Linked DNA regions of Bos taurus: region 1 is linked to region 2. The links are chromatin contacts, called in public Hi-C maps. All regions are on one chromosome and are shown on one strand. The core of a region is the stretch at or near the end of the contact, and the rest is flanking DNA. Distances in the headings are between cores, read along the strand shown.

Region 1 (6,206 bases), core at 879-3,378, 56 kb after region 2:
GATTCTGTTCACAGAGAAAGAAAGAGAGCCTCTTATTTATTATCATTTTAAAAAATCCAGTATCTAATGAAGTGGGAACATTGTTGAACTCAGATGACAAATTTTAAAAGAATGCCTCAGTCACAAAAACAGAGTGATGTGATCTAAGCTTCACACATTCCACCCTTAGAACACTTCCTGGTATGAGACAGTGTTTAGAGCAAAAGTACAGTCTCTAAGACTGTGTATGTTGTGAGTAATGTCACTCTTTAATCTGCTGCTGGCCTTGTGGTGAAAGGGAAAAAAAATTTAAAAAGTCCTTCTACCTTCTCTCTGTCACTGATTGGAAGTTTTCAGCTTTCCCAGCTCTGCTGGCACAGAGTTCAAGGATTAGGACAAAGTCTCTAACCTGAGATTCCACTCCCCACAGTTCAGAGGAATATCAAGCAGTCAACAGCCTCAGGTTACCTTTAATGATTTTAGGAAATATCTGTTATATTTAATGGGTGTGGGGTTCTTTAAATCTCTGTTTTAAATGTGTAGAGGTGGTGTTCCTCTTTGTTGTTGTTGTTGTTCAGCTGATTATGTGTTTAACAAGGAAGTTGTCATAGCAAAACTGAAGACTGTTGATCTTAGAGTGGAATTACATATCTGCTAAAGCTGCAAAGATTTTTCCCTGCCTGTTTATTGTCATTCAATTTGTGTATAATTTTGTAGCTGAGTTGGATCTGTTTAACTAAGTAAAATCATCTGGTTTGTTACCAACTTGAACAACTTATACATGTGTATGCTCTATATATCCATCTAATATATTTCTGAAATATCTCTTCCCAAGAAGCACAGATCCTTTAAATAGTACTCTGATTGGAATCTAATTAATATTTATAACCAGAGCTAAACACTATCCTGAGAGGTTCACTAGACAATACTAAAAGTAGGTCACCAGCATTTAAGTCTGTCTTATCCCCTCTTCATAATCCCTGTCAAATCTCTCTGCCTTCATTGTTTGTAATAGAGTCTTTTATTTCCTTTTACTTGATGTCCTAAACTCTGAATTTCTACCGCTCGTTTCTTCTATAGCCATCCCAGTTTGAATGGACTTAAAGGTTGTTTCAGTGGAGTGCCGCTAAATGTTTACAATTAGCTGTTTGCAAATATAGAAATAGCTGACTTGTAGCTTTTGACAGTTTTCATGGCGTAAATATTTCCACCACAGCTGATTTCAAGCTTCCAGTGTGAGTTGGAAAAAAATGGGCCGTAGTACGTTTTTTTCCCTACTGTTTCCACCGAACAGATAAATTGACATAAATAGCGTCAAGAGCACGGATTGTAGTAAAGTGTAGTCAAATAATTAGGAAGTGATGAGTTTTGATATTCATTACCTTTGTCTTAGTATAATTCACCTAATTTTAAGCTTATACAATGTAATTTTAAAAATTATGGCTGTGTTTAGCAATTGGCTTACAAAATTCCAATTGGTTGCTATAAACTGGTATGTGCTGGCTCCAGTATACCTGTGTCTCATAAAATCTTGGGGGATGATCATTAATTATAGTTAAGAGATAAAAACTAAAACAAGAGAAAGCAGTGAAGCTTTAAATCTAAGGGCTTGGAAAAGTGGTAATGGGGAAGTGAGTCCTGAAGTTGGAGCCAAAAGTTTAGAGGACTCATAAAACTCTGTTGGTTTCCTGGAGCTGCTTAACAACACAGATGGAGTGGCTTGAAACAAAATTGTCTTATAGTTCTGAGAATAAGAAGTCCAAAATCAAGGCTGACAGAGCCATAATGCCTCTGGAGAGTTTGGGAAAGATCCTTCCTCACCTCTTCCAGCTTCTGGTAGCCCTGCACATTCCTTGGATAGCATAACTCCAATCTCTGCCTCAGTCATCACGTGGCTATCTTCCTTCTGTGTCTGTATCTCAATTTCTGTCTGCTTGTAGGAGGTCAGTCATTTGGGGTCAAGGACCCATCCTACTCAAGTATATCTTCACTTAGCAAATTAAAACGGTAACAACTGTATCCCCAAATAAAGTCACATTCTGAGGGATGATTCTTCCAACTCCCAGAGATACTGAAGGACAGGGGAGCCTGGTGTGCTGCAGTCCATGGGATTACAAAGAGTTGAACATGACTACGTGACTAAACAATAGCAGCGGGGGTGTGATAGGGCTAGTATTTCAACATAGCTTTTCCAGCAACACAGTTCAACCCATAACACTGTGAAATAATGTCTGGTCTTACAGATTTGCTTCAGGCATGAGGCTGTGAATCATATCAAAGAACTGGAAGTTTATTTTTATTTGGTAGTTTTTTATATTTGGTAGTGATGTATAGAGGTCACCTTAAAGGTGGAAAGCCACAGAAAGGAAATAGTTAAAGGACTCTTTCCCTTCTATTAATAATCACTTATGAGTTAGATAATAACAGCTATTAGCTTTTATAGACTAGGAAACTTTGATCACTGAAACATCCTGATCTTGAAATGGCATAGTCTTTGACATAATTCATACAATCCACTTTTGATATCTTTCATCCAATACCTTGACAATTTCTGAAATTGAATTTGAGGTGGGCTCTAATAGTGTATGCTGCTGCTGCTAAGTCACTTCAGTCGTGTCCGACTCTGTGCAACCCCACAGATGGCAGCCCACCAGGCTCCCCCGTCCCTTGGATTCTCCAGGCAAGAACACTGGAGTGGGTTGCCATTGCCTTATAACACTAAAACATAAAGAGGGCACTAGTGGTAAAGAACCCACTTGCCAATGCATGAGACTTAAGATACGTGGGTTAGATCCCTGGGTCAGGAAGATCTCCTGGAGAATGAATTGGCAACCCATCCAGGACTCTTGCCTGAAGAATCCCAAGGACAGAAGAGTCTGGTAGGCTACATTTCTTTGAGTTGCAAAGGGTTAGACACAACTAAGCAACTTAGCACCAGCAAAACATAAAAGGACTAAATAAATATCATCTTCCTATGTCCTAGCTTAGAGGCAAACTTATAAATTTGATTTGAAAATGATTTGATAAATTTTATTTGAAATATTGGTTTTATAGAACACGGAAGCTAAGCTTATCGAACTAGAACCTCAATCACGGTAGAAAAAAGCAATGGTGAATGCTCACAGAGAGGAGAATGTCCAGAAAGTTTACAGAGAGCTATGCTTTTACACAAAGATTTCGACCTGTAGATGTGGCTTATGCCATAGAATTTGAAACTGGATGCACGGCTTCAGGGTCAATGCCCATTTCTGGCAATGTCCTGTGAATATCTCAATTCCTATCTGTATTTTAGGCTTCTCAGATCAGATCAGATCAGTCGCTCAGTCGTGTCCGACTCTTTGCGACCCCATGAATCGCAGCACGCCAGGCCTCCCTGTCCATCACCAACTCCCGGAGTTCACTCAGACTCATGTCCATCGAGTCAGTGATGCCATCCAGCCATCTCATCCTCTGTCGTCCCCTTCTACTCCTGCCCCCGATCCTTCCCAGCACCAGAGTCTTTTCCAATGAGTCAACTCTTCGCATGAGGTGGCCAAAGTACTCGAGTTTCAGCTTTAGCATCATTCCTTCCAAAGAAATCCCAGGGCTGATCTCCTTCAGAATGGACTGGTTGGATCTCCTTGCAGTCCAAGGGACTCTCAAGAGTCTTCTCCAACACCACAGTTCAAAAGCATCAATTCTTCGGTGCTCAGCCTTCTTCACAGTCCAACTCTCACGTCCATACATGACCACAGGAAAAACCATAGCCTTGACTAGACGGACCTTTGTTGGCAAAGTAATGTCTCTGCTTTTGAATATGCTATCTAGGTTGGTCATAACTTTCCTTCCAAGGAGTAAGCGTCTTTTAATTTCATGGCTGCAGTCACCATCTATAGTGATTTTGGAGCCCAGAAAAATAAAGTCGGACACTGTTTCCACTGTTTCCCCATCTATTTCTCATGAAGTGGTGGGACCGGATGCCATGATCTTCGTTTTCTGAATGTTGAGCTTTAAACCAACTTTTTCACTCTCCACTTTCACTTTCATCAAGAGGTTTTTGAATTCCTCTTCACTTTCTGCCATAAGGGTGGTGTCATCTGCATATCTGAGGTTATTGATATTTCTCCCGGCAATCTTGATTCCAGCTTGTGCTTCTTCCAGTCCAGTGTTTCTCATGATGTACTCTGCATATAAGTTAAATAAACAGGGTGACAATATACAGCCTTGACGAACTCTTTTTTCTATTTGGAACCAGTCAGTTGTTCCATGTCCAGTTCTAACTGTTGCTTCCTGACCTGCATATAGGTTTCTTAACAGGCAGGTCAGATGGTCTGGTATTCCCATCTCTTTCAGAATTTCCCACAGGTTATTGTGATCCACAGAGTCAAAGGCTTTGGCATAGTCAATAAAGCAGAAATAGATGTTTTTCTGGAACTCTCTTGCTTTTTCCATGATCCAGCGGATGTTGGCAATTTGATCTCTGGTTCCTCTGCCTTTTCTAAAACCAGCTTGAACATCAGGAAGTTCACGGTTCACATATTGCTGAAGCCTGGGTTGGAGAATTTTGAGCATGACTTTACTAGCGTGTGAGATGAGTGCAAGTGTGCGGTAGTTTGAGCATTCTTTGGCATTGCCTTTATTTAGGATTGGAATGAAAACTGACCTTTTCCAGTCCTGTGGCCACTGCTGAGTTTTCCAAATTTGTTGGCATATTGAGTGCAGCACTTTAGTTTCTCCTTATTCTTAGGGTTATAAGTACAGATGGAAAAGCAAAAATGCCTTTCAGAAGCATGGGAGGAAGAGAAGGAGGAAAACAAGTTCTTTGCAATTTTTAATTTCAAAAAGATCATAAAGATTCTATATAAAGACACACATAGTGTTAGTTAGTATTATTTGGGAGTGAAAACTCAAGAACTTCTCATAGTAGAGTTATAGATCTTAGTCTTAGGACTTAAGAGCATTACTCAACAGTTGAAATGAAAACCTTGCTGCATGGAGAGTCAGAGAGAAAGAGAATGTGATTTTCTTTCAGAAGTCTGTATGATTCAATGAGAATACTTATGTGACCATAATAAGACATATTGAGCATATACGTCTTTATAAAAGATAAATACTGTAATTACATCTTCAAATATTAAGACTGAAAGTTACTGGTTATAACACCCCGTTAACAAATCAAGCAAGAACCTTTTTGGAGTTTTAAAAAGCACTTTTAAATCAGAGCAGCACAAATCACAGTGACAAAGTGGAGAATGTATCTGTTCTATATGTCTGCATCTACAGCAGAAACTAACACAACATTGTAAAGCAATTATATCCCAACAAAAAAGTAATTAACAATAATTTAAAAATAAAGAAGAAACTCTGAAGCAGAACTGGGTAAAGGAATAAGTGTTATATGTTAGACATTATTTTGTGAGATTCTTTACATGTTTTGTATCGTTTAATCCTCAAAACAACCCAGAGAAGCAAATGTTATTAACCCTGATCTCGTAAGATTCATTTGAGGCTCCAAGAGGTGAAACCACTCACCTAATGTTCTAAGAGCATAAGTGGGAAAGCTGGGATTTGCCCTCAGCTCTACTGACTCCCAGGGCTTCCCTGGTGGCTCAGCTGGTAAGGAATCTGCCTGCAATGTGGGAGACCTGAGTTTGATCCCTGGGTTGGCAGAATCCCCTGGAGAAGGAAACAGCTACCCACTCTGTCCTGTAGAACTCCATGGACTGTTCCATGGAGTCACAGAGCCAGACAGGACTGAGCAACTTTCACTTTCACTTTCATCAGTTCAGTTCAGTCCCTCAGTCGTGTTCGACTCTTTGTGACCCCATGAATCACAGCACGCCAGGCCTCCCTGTAAATCACCAACTCCCGGAGTTCACTCAGACTCACGCCCATGGAGTCGGTGATGCCATCCAGCCATCTCATCCTCTGTCGTCCCCTTCTCCTCCTGCCCCCAATCCCTCCCAGCATCAGAATCTTTTCCAATGAGTCAACTCTTCGCATGAGGTGGCCAAAGTACTGGAGTTTCAGCTTTAGCATCATTCCTTCCAAAGAAATCCCAGGTCTGATCTCCTTCCGAATGGACTGGTTGGATCTCCTTGCAGTCCCAGGGACTCAAGTCTTCTCCAACACCACAGTTCAAAAGCATCAATTCTTCGGCGTTCAGCTTTCTTCACAGTCCAACTCTCACATCCATACATGACCACTGGAAAAACCATAGCCTTGACTAGATGGACCTTTGTTGGCAC
Region 2 (6,856 bases), core at 692-3,191:
ATTATTTCCTTCAGATGTGTCAAGAGCAGCTCCAATCAAAACTGGGATATGAGACTCTGGGACAGTTCCCTTAAATGACTTCTAGGTATGTAGTCTTTCTGATGGTTTTAAATTACTTCAGAGAAATCTGTCTTAGTTACAAAGCAGAATTTCTCTGTAGGCCCCACAGTTCAACAGGAATATCTGTTAACATGAAGATTGTTTCTGAAGGAAGTAGGGGGAGAGCGCTGCAAGATAGCCCTTGTTCTGGTTGGAATTGAAGAGATAAGGCTCCTACAGAGATTCCAGCGGACTGGACTGTGAGGCAAGGACAGATTTAGCCACCAGAGGTCCTAGTCACATTCATCAGGGTTTAAATGAAATTCCAATTTTTTTTCGCCTGAGGTCTTTTAACCCAGGAGACTGGGCCTTGCTTATTCTCTCTTGAACACCCAGGATAATTCAGATTTATGGGTTTCTAGAATTATCCAAGGCACTCTGTTGTGAGTGACTCAAGTCAGAAGAGAGAAAGAAGCTTATATATGCATTTATATTGTAAATGTATTTCTAGGAAACAATCCATCTCTGAAGGAGAACTTTGGATTGAGTGAATGTGACAGACAGCTATTAAGAGAGATGAAATTTTTAGGATGACTTCAGAGATTTAAGATTGCAGGTAAATTCCATGTGTATATGTACAAAAATGCTTACGTATGTATGTATAAAGTATGAAGTATAATTTAAAAACCGTTAATCTACCTAGGATATTAAATAAAGTGACTTAGGAGACTACCTTATCTTCTCTGAGAAATGTACCAAAAATTCTTAGGCAGTCAGCAAGGAAAATCAATTTTCTCTGAGACATTCAAGAACAGAACTTAGTAAGTCTTGAGATGGTTTTCTATTTGTGGTGTTGTCTCAGTGACCTTGCTTTAAGGTTGTGTGGGGGAAGGAGGTTTTGTGGCAATTTTTTATATTTGAATTTACCCCCACACCCTATGAGTCATCAAAATACTGTTCAAATTACAAGTAATACAACAAATATTTACAAATGACCAACAATTTGCCTAGAACATCCACAGAGGAGCCAGGAAAATCAATAGAAGTCAAAGTCTTGCAAAATTGTTCAGTTAAGCATCTGTAGCCGATAAAACATGCTGTGCCCATTGTAGGAACAGTGCAATGGAAGTGTGGCCATTTCCCAACAGCTCCCCAGATGAACCACAGCTGCATTTGTTCACATCCCCACCCTGTCCTGTCAGAATGTTCCTGCGCATGCCCAGATCTGGACATATTCCCTGTTACTCCCTTCACTTGAAATACTGTTTTCCCCTTCAAATCCTCCCCATTCTTGAAGTCCTAATTCTTCCATGAAGTATCTCTTCTGCTGGCCTGTTTACCCTCTACTGTGTAGTTTGTATCTGACAGTCTACCTTAATTTTGTACACTTATGTTGCTACCTATTATTGTCTTTTAGCTGTTTCTTCAGCTAAGCTTTCAGTTCCTTAAAAAAGCTGTGTCTTATGTTTTGTCCATCTCTTATGGTCTGTTTTAAGGATGGATTGATTTTGCGGAGGGGAAACAGTCGTAATTTTAGGATCTGAGAAAGTTCAGCTCTTAAGACAATAATGCACATTCCCAGCAACTGTGTCACTGGAGGGTTAAAACATACTTATACTCTTTTCCCAGCAGTTTTTGTCTGAGCTACACAGTGGCTGCATCACATAAGAAGTGTTCAGTTTTGTTGAGCAATATGAATGAGAGGGGAGTAGACTCTGAAGTAACAAAAGCTTCCTTTGACCATGAAATGATTTATTTAAATAAAAAAATTCTTTTCTTCTGAAAGCAAACATTCACAGGCCATTGAACCACTGTAGGGGAAAATATGACGAAAGCAAGTCACTAAGAACGTGTTGGTCAGGCTGATAATGATTACACACTTAACTGCATCTAACCCTGTGTCCTCCAGGGAGAGAGTAAACAGCTTCCCACCGTGGGAGCGAGCCCTGGGCCATTCGGTTCACACGGCTCTCTGCCTGTTACCTGGCACTCCACCTAATAGTGCTTTCTCCTGGAATTAAGGTACAATTATGTTACTCCTGGTGAACCTTCAAAGTAGGAACGATCCACCACCAGGACTAAATCACCATGTGGCTTCTGTCTCCAGCAGCTGCCCTGCCTTTCCTCACTGTTATGCACATCAGTCCTTAGGAAGTCTGCCCATCCATTCAGAAGACAGCAGTCTTGCCCAGTGGGCGGGAACCTGTGTGGTTTTCCCACTTGAGGTCTTACAAGATCCCAGGATGTTTCTCTGAGGACAGTGGTGGTTGGGAGGACTTCCTCATGGTCTGAGTTTAAGTGACCCCTCCTTGGAGAGCCCCTTGCTGATCAATCATAGTATCTAATTCCTGTGCTTAGTTGTACACAGCATTTCTACATTTTTATGTTCCCTTCATAATACTTATGACTAATGGAAATCATCCTACTTATTACTTGTTTACTTTTTATTTTCTGTCTCCCATATGAGCATGTAAGCCATCACAGAGGGCAGGGGACTTGGTCTGTCCTGTTCACTACTGTACCCAAGACCTCTAAGAGTGCTTAACGCATAGTGGATGTACAAGTCTTATTTGTCCAAGGCCTGAATGATTGCCATAAGATGAACCATCTGTCAAGAATGCCCCTCCCTTGAGTTTTGCTATAAGTCAGTAATACCATAGGGCTTCTCTAGTGGCTTAGATGGTTAAGAATCTGCCTGCAATATGCGAGACCCAGGTTCAATCCCTGGGTTGGGAAGATCCCCTGGAGAAGGGAATGGCAACCGACTCCAGGGTTCTTGCCTGAAGAACCGGCAAGAGTCGGACACAAATGACTGACTAACACTTGCTAGTGATACAGTGCTTCAGGGGAAAGAATAAGGTAGCAAGAAAGAGCTCTTCAGTATTAAAGCATTCCAAGCACGGAATCCCACTCCCACCAAGTCACAGAGTTCAAACACTGAGTAACTAGGGCAAGGTTATTCCCAGCTTAAATGTACAGGTTACAAGAGAGTATCTCTGAAAGGAAGTGGACTTCACGACGTAAATCACACTCCAAGCATTATTCTGTGTGTTCGGAGGTGATAACTCGTACTAATACAACAACACTGTTCTGTAAACACTTGGTGAAAGAAATTAAACAAAGGGAACAAACAAATAGGATGCTACCAAAAAAAGATTTTTTTGTAAGGTTTGCATTAATTGATCCAAAGAGATGTCAATGTCCTTTCCTCTTTTCCTCTTCACTTGTCACCTCTGGCCCTTAGTATTGCAGTACAGCCCATCTTCGTACTTAATAAGCCTCTCGTGCCTCAAAATTGTAGCAAAATAGGTCTCTCAACTCTAGACAGAATGAAGACTGAAATTTCATGTCAATTATGATCAATGAACTGGTCTATAGAAGAACTTAATGGGGGGTCTTGAAAAGCAAATATTCTTAATAATAAACTTTTCCAGATCTATGTTTTTGTCCAATCTATCATTTTACTACTACAAAAATACAAAGGTTATGAATTGTCTCACTGGAATCCAAGAAAGAGTATGGTCATGCTTTCACTTCATCACGAAGTTGCCAAATAAATTGACTTCTTTGGTGGTGGTGTGTAAGGAACCCAGGACAGAGCTCTGGCCTGTCATTGTCACAGTCTACCTTTGGGCAAGGTGACTTGGCATATACAATCTTCTTATACAAGAAGAAGAATCCTGGGGATTAATTTTGAGCTCTGGTGAACCCCTGGACTCAATAGACATAGTAAAGTAGTCTATGAACAAAGTCTAATTTCTGCCCAATATTGAAAATGTAATTCAGTAGAGAAATCCACACATCACTTTTCTCTGCTCTCTGTATTGAGGTTTCATTGAAATTGTTATAAGAAGATTCTGTAGATCAGATCATCTCAGGATTTCCCTTTATTCTAACATAGTCTCTGATTGTCATTCCTGTGGCCATTTGATTACTAAATTGTTTCTGCTATGAGAGAATCATTCAAGCTATACAGGAGACAGAGCAATTAATTTACTGCTCCATCTCTGGCAAATTACTTTGCTAGTAAAAGCTCATGGCTAGAGTTTGAGCTCTATGTGAATTTTAATCACCTTATCAGAAATTCTGTGGCGATAGTAATTTTAGCTCTTGCCATTTGGGTTTCACTAAAAGTAATATTTGTGTTCTGTGCCAAGATAAACATACATACCATATTTAATGGGTCTATATATTAACTGAAATGTGCACATGAGCTGCTGAATATATCTGCCAAATAGGGACATTGCTCATTCCTTCTTGTCATCCTGCAGGCTTGCATAGCACCAGTGTTCATATCTCGCACAAAGCTCCCCTGTACCATTCTTATCTTTTTATTTATGGGAATTGACTAATCAGATAAAAGCAGGCCATCTCCCAGTTATGCAACCTACTGTAAAATCCACAGTATCCACGACCCAAATCCCAAATGTCCAGCAAGCTGTTATAGGAAGACTATTTTGCAAGCAAGTTAGTGATCATGAATATGAAGGAAGGAGAATAAATTAGATTTACCTTTTAATGTGATGTCCTAATCCTAGTGTCTAAGGTGAAAAAAAAAATCAGCATTTTTTTTTTCAAATTTGTAATTGGCGGAAGGCCTTTTTTCTAGCTGTATTTATTTCTAAATATCTAAAAAAAAAAAATCAAAAGCATCTAATGTACTAAATTAAAGGGCTGTTGTAAAGATACTTAGAATATTATTTCTCTAATAGTTTATGCCAGTTTATCTGCATGTTCCCTTTGTATAACCTCCTCTTGTCTAAATGTACTCCCTCCTCAAATTTGCCACATCCTCTGAAGAATACAGATTTCTTGTCTACTCATCCTTAAAATTTCTAGCAGTTTTATTAATAGCTGTATTTCTAAAGCACTCCTGTTTTGTCCAGAGGACCCTTAAGGATGGCACCATCTTACTGCAGTCTGAGAAGACACAGTACAATACTTGCATCCAATGCTTTGGGTTTAGAATGCGTTAGGAGAAGAGCATGTAGCATTTGCAAGTCAGAGCTAGTCTGCCAAAGTTTTCCTCTGCTTTCGTAGCCAGTTCAAAATTTACAACAGAATTTGTTTTGAATTGGGCAACAGAGGATTCCATTTTTCTATCAGTCAGCTTTGTCTTCCTCCATTAGAATTGTTTTTATGTGGAAATGAACAATAACTAAAACAGTTCACTGTTTTCCCAAAACCTCATAGAGGGGTAATTTCCCCAAAGACTAAATTACATACATAAAAACACTATCATCAGCACAGCTGACCAATTGATATTGTTTTGATAAATTACATAGCTGCATCTGGTTTATTTGAAAGGGGCACATGTGACTCTCCTGAATCTTGAACATAAATTCCTGCCATCAGGCCTGCTCATGAGATCTGTATAGTGTCTGCTGGTGAGTCCTCTGATTACCAAAGGAAGACAGAGAACTCTACAGCCTTATTCGGTCAGGTTTTGTTTTTTTTTTTTTTTTCGGTCAGGTTTTAGCTCCAGTTGATACTTAGATGCCTGTGATGAAAACTCCTTTACCATAACCTAATACAGTGAAAATTTCTTTCTTGAGAGATTTCAATATGTATATGCAAAGTATAATTCTGGCTAATGTATAAGACTATAAATCACCTGAGCTGAAATTCATTTGGAATGATGTCACTGAAACATGGACTCCCCATATTTGTAATAGAAGAGCTCCCACACAGAACACAGACCAGAAGAGTTTCTGCTAACCTATAATAAATGTTCTTTCTGCATGTTCATTTTTCTAATTTAGAATTTAAAGTGCGATTTTTACACGGAAGGCTCGGATTTGGTAATGTGCCCCCCCGTGATTTGTAGTGGCTGTGTCTCCAATGGGAGGGAAGCAGGAGGCGGGGTGCTGTGCTGGGAAATGTTGAACGGTTGGCTGCCTGGAAAGCTACACACACACAAACATGCACACATGCACATAATAGAAACTGTGCTGATACAAATAATACTAAAATATTTATATAAAATTATATATAATTTATATAGAATGTTTTATAAAATAAAATATACAGTACCTTTTATTGTCAATTTCATGTACTGTAACTGATTCTCAGAAACTCCTTTTGTTTATTTTTGTTGAATTATTATACAGACAGCAACTTCTAGTTTCAGTCCAACCATAATTGAACAAATAGAATTGATCCCAGTCCACTAACTCTTTTCTAAATAATTTTTCTTCCTTAAGTCTGATATGTGATCTGTTGTTTAACCATTTTCCACCCTAGTGCAAATTATATTCATTAAACTGAAATCTGTTTCAGCCTCAGCATGAATTAACATCTGAGCTTTATGGATTTGTCAGTGATGGGAGCAATTTGGCTAAGTTAGATATGTTTTTGACTGCATACAGAGTATTTCCCAGTAATTTTTTTGTGCTATGGATAATGTAATAGCTAAGGACATGACACAGTTTTAAGTCAAATCTGTAGTATCAACATTTTCCCCATTGGATCATTTTCCCCTTAAGATCTTGTCATAAGATAATCAACAAAGTTAAGTCAAGTTCTGATTTATGAAGTTTTACAGTTTCTATGCTGTAAATACTCCTACAATGGCCAGTGTCAAGCTGCCAACATGATGTCACTAAGCATACAGTCAGTATGGAATGGAATTTTATCTTTTCCCCTAAGTAGAATTTGAGGGAGATGTAAAATATTTATACCAAAGTTATTAGTGGTCTTTTATGGAAAGGTTTCAAATACTGAATACAGATTATTCTTTTAAGCATCATTGAGATATAAAATCTATTTGGAAAGGGAATAATCAAGATACTTAGACCCACTTAGTATTTACATTTCT

Evidence for each region. Hi-C and Micro-C count contacts between places; a contact is called where the count stands out from the background.
Region 1: a Hi-C map of liver shows a contact between it and region 2, with 2.5 times the contacts expected there. The contact joins two enhancer-like sites. A contact is called at or near these places in 2 of 11 Hi-C or Micro-C datasets (liver and skeletal muscle).

The regions. Positions count from the first base shown.
Region 1 is chr8:31,560,538-31,566,743 of ARS-UCD2.0, forward strand. No RefSeq gene overlaps it. Among named protein-coding and RNA genes, the nearest start is that of LURAP1L, 5.7 kb to the left of the region's middle. Within about 2 kb of position 2,129, at least 5 of the 102 cell types and tissues checked have an H3K27ac peak or open chromatin away from gene starts, as enhancers often do. A contact at or near this core is called in liver, where this site is marked.
Region 2 is chr8:31,505,005-31,511,860 of ARS-UCD2.0, forward strand. The region is part of intron 1 of LURAP1L (leucine rich adaptor protein 1 like); the gene reads right to left. Among named protein-coding and RNA genes, the nearest start is that of LURAP1L, 50 kb to the right of the region's middle. Within about 2 kb of position 1,942, at least 23 of the 102 cell types and tissues checked have an H3K27ac peak or open chromatin away from gene starts, as enhancers often do. A contact at or near this core is called in liver, where this site is marked.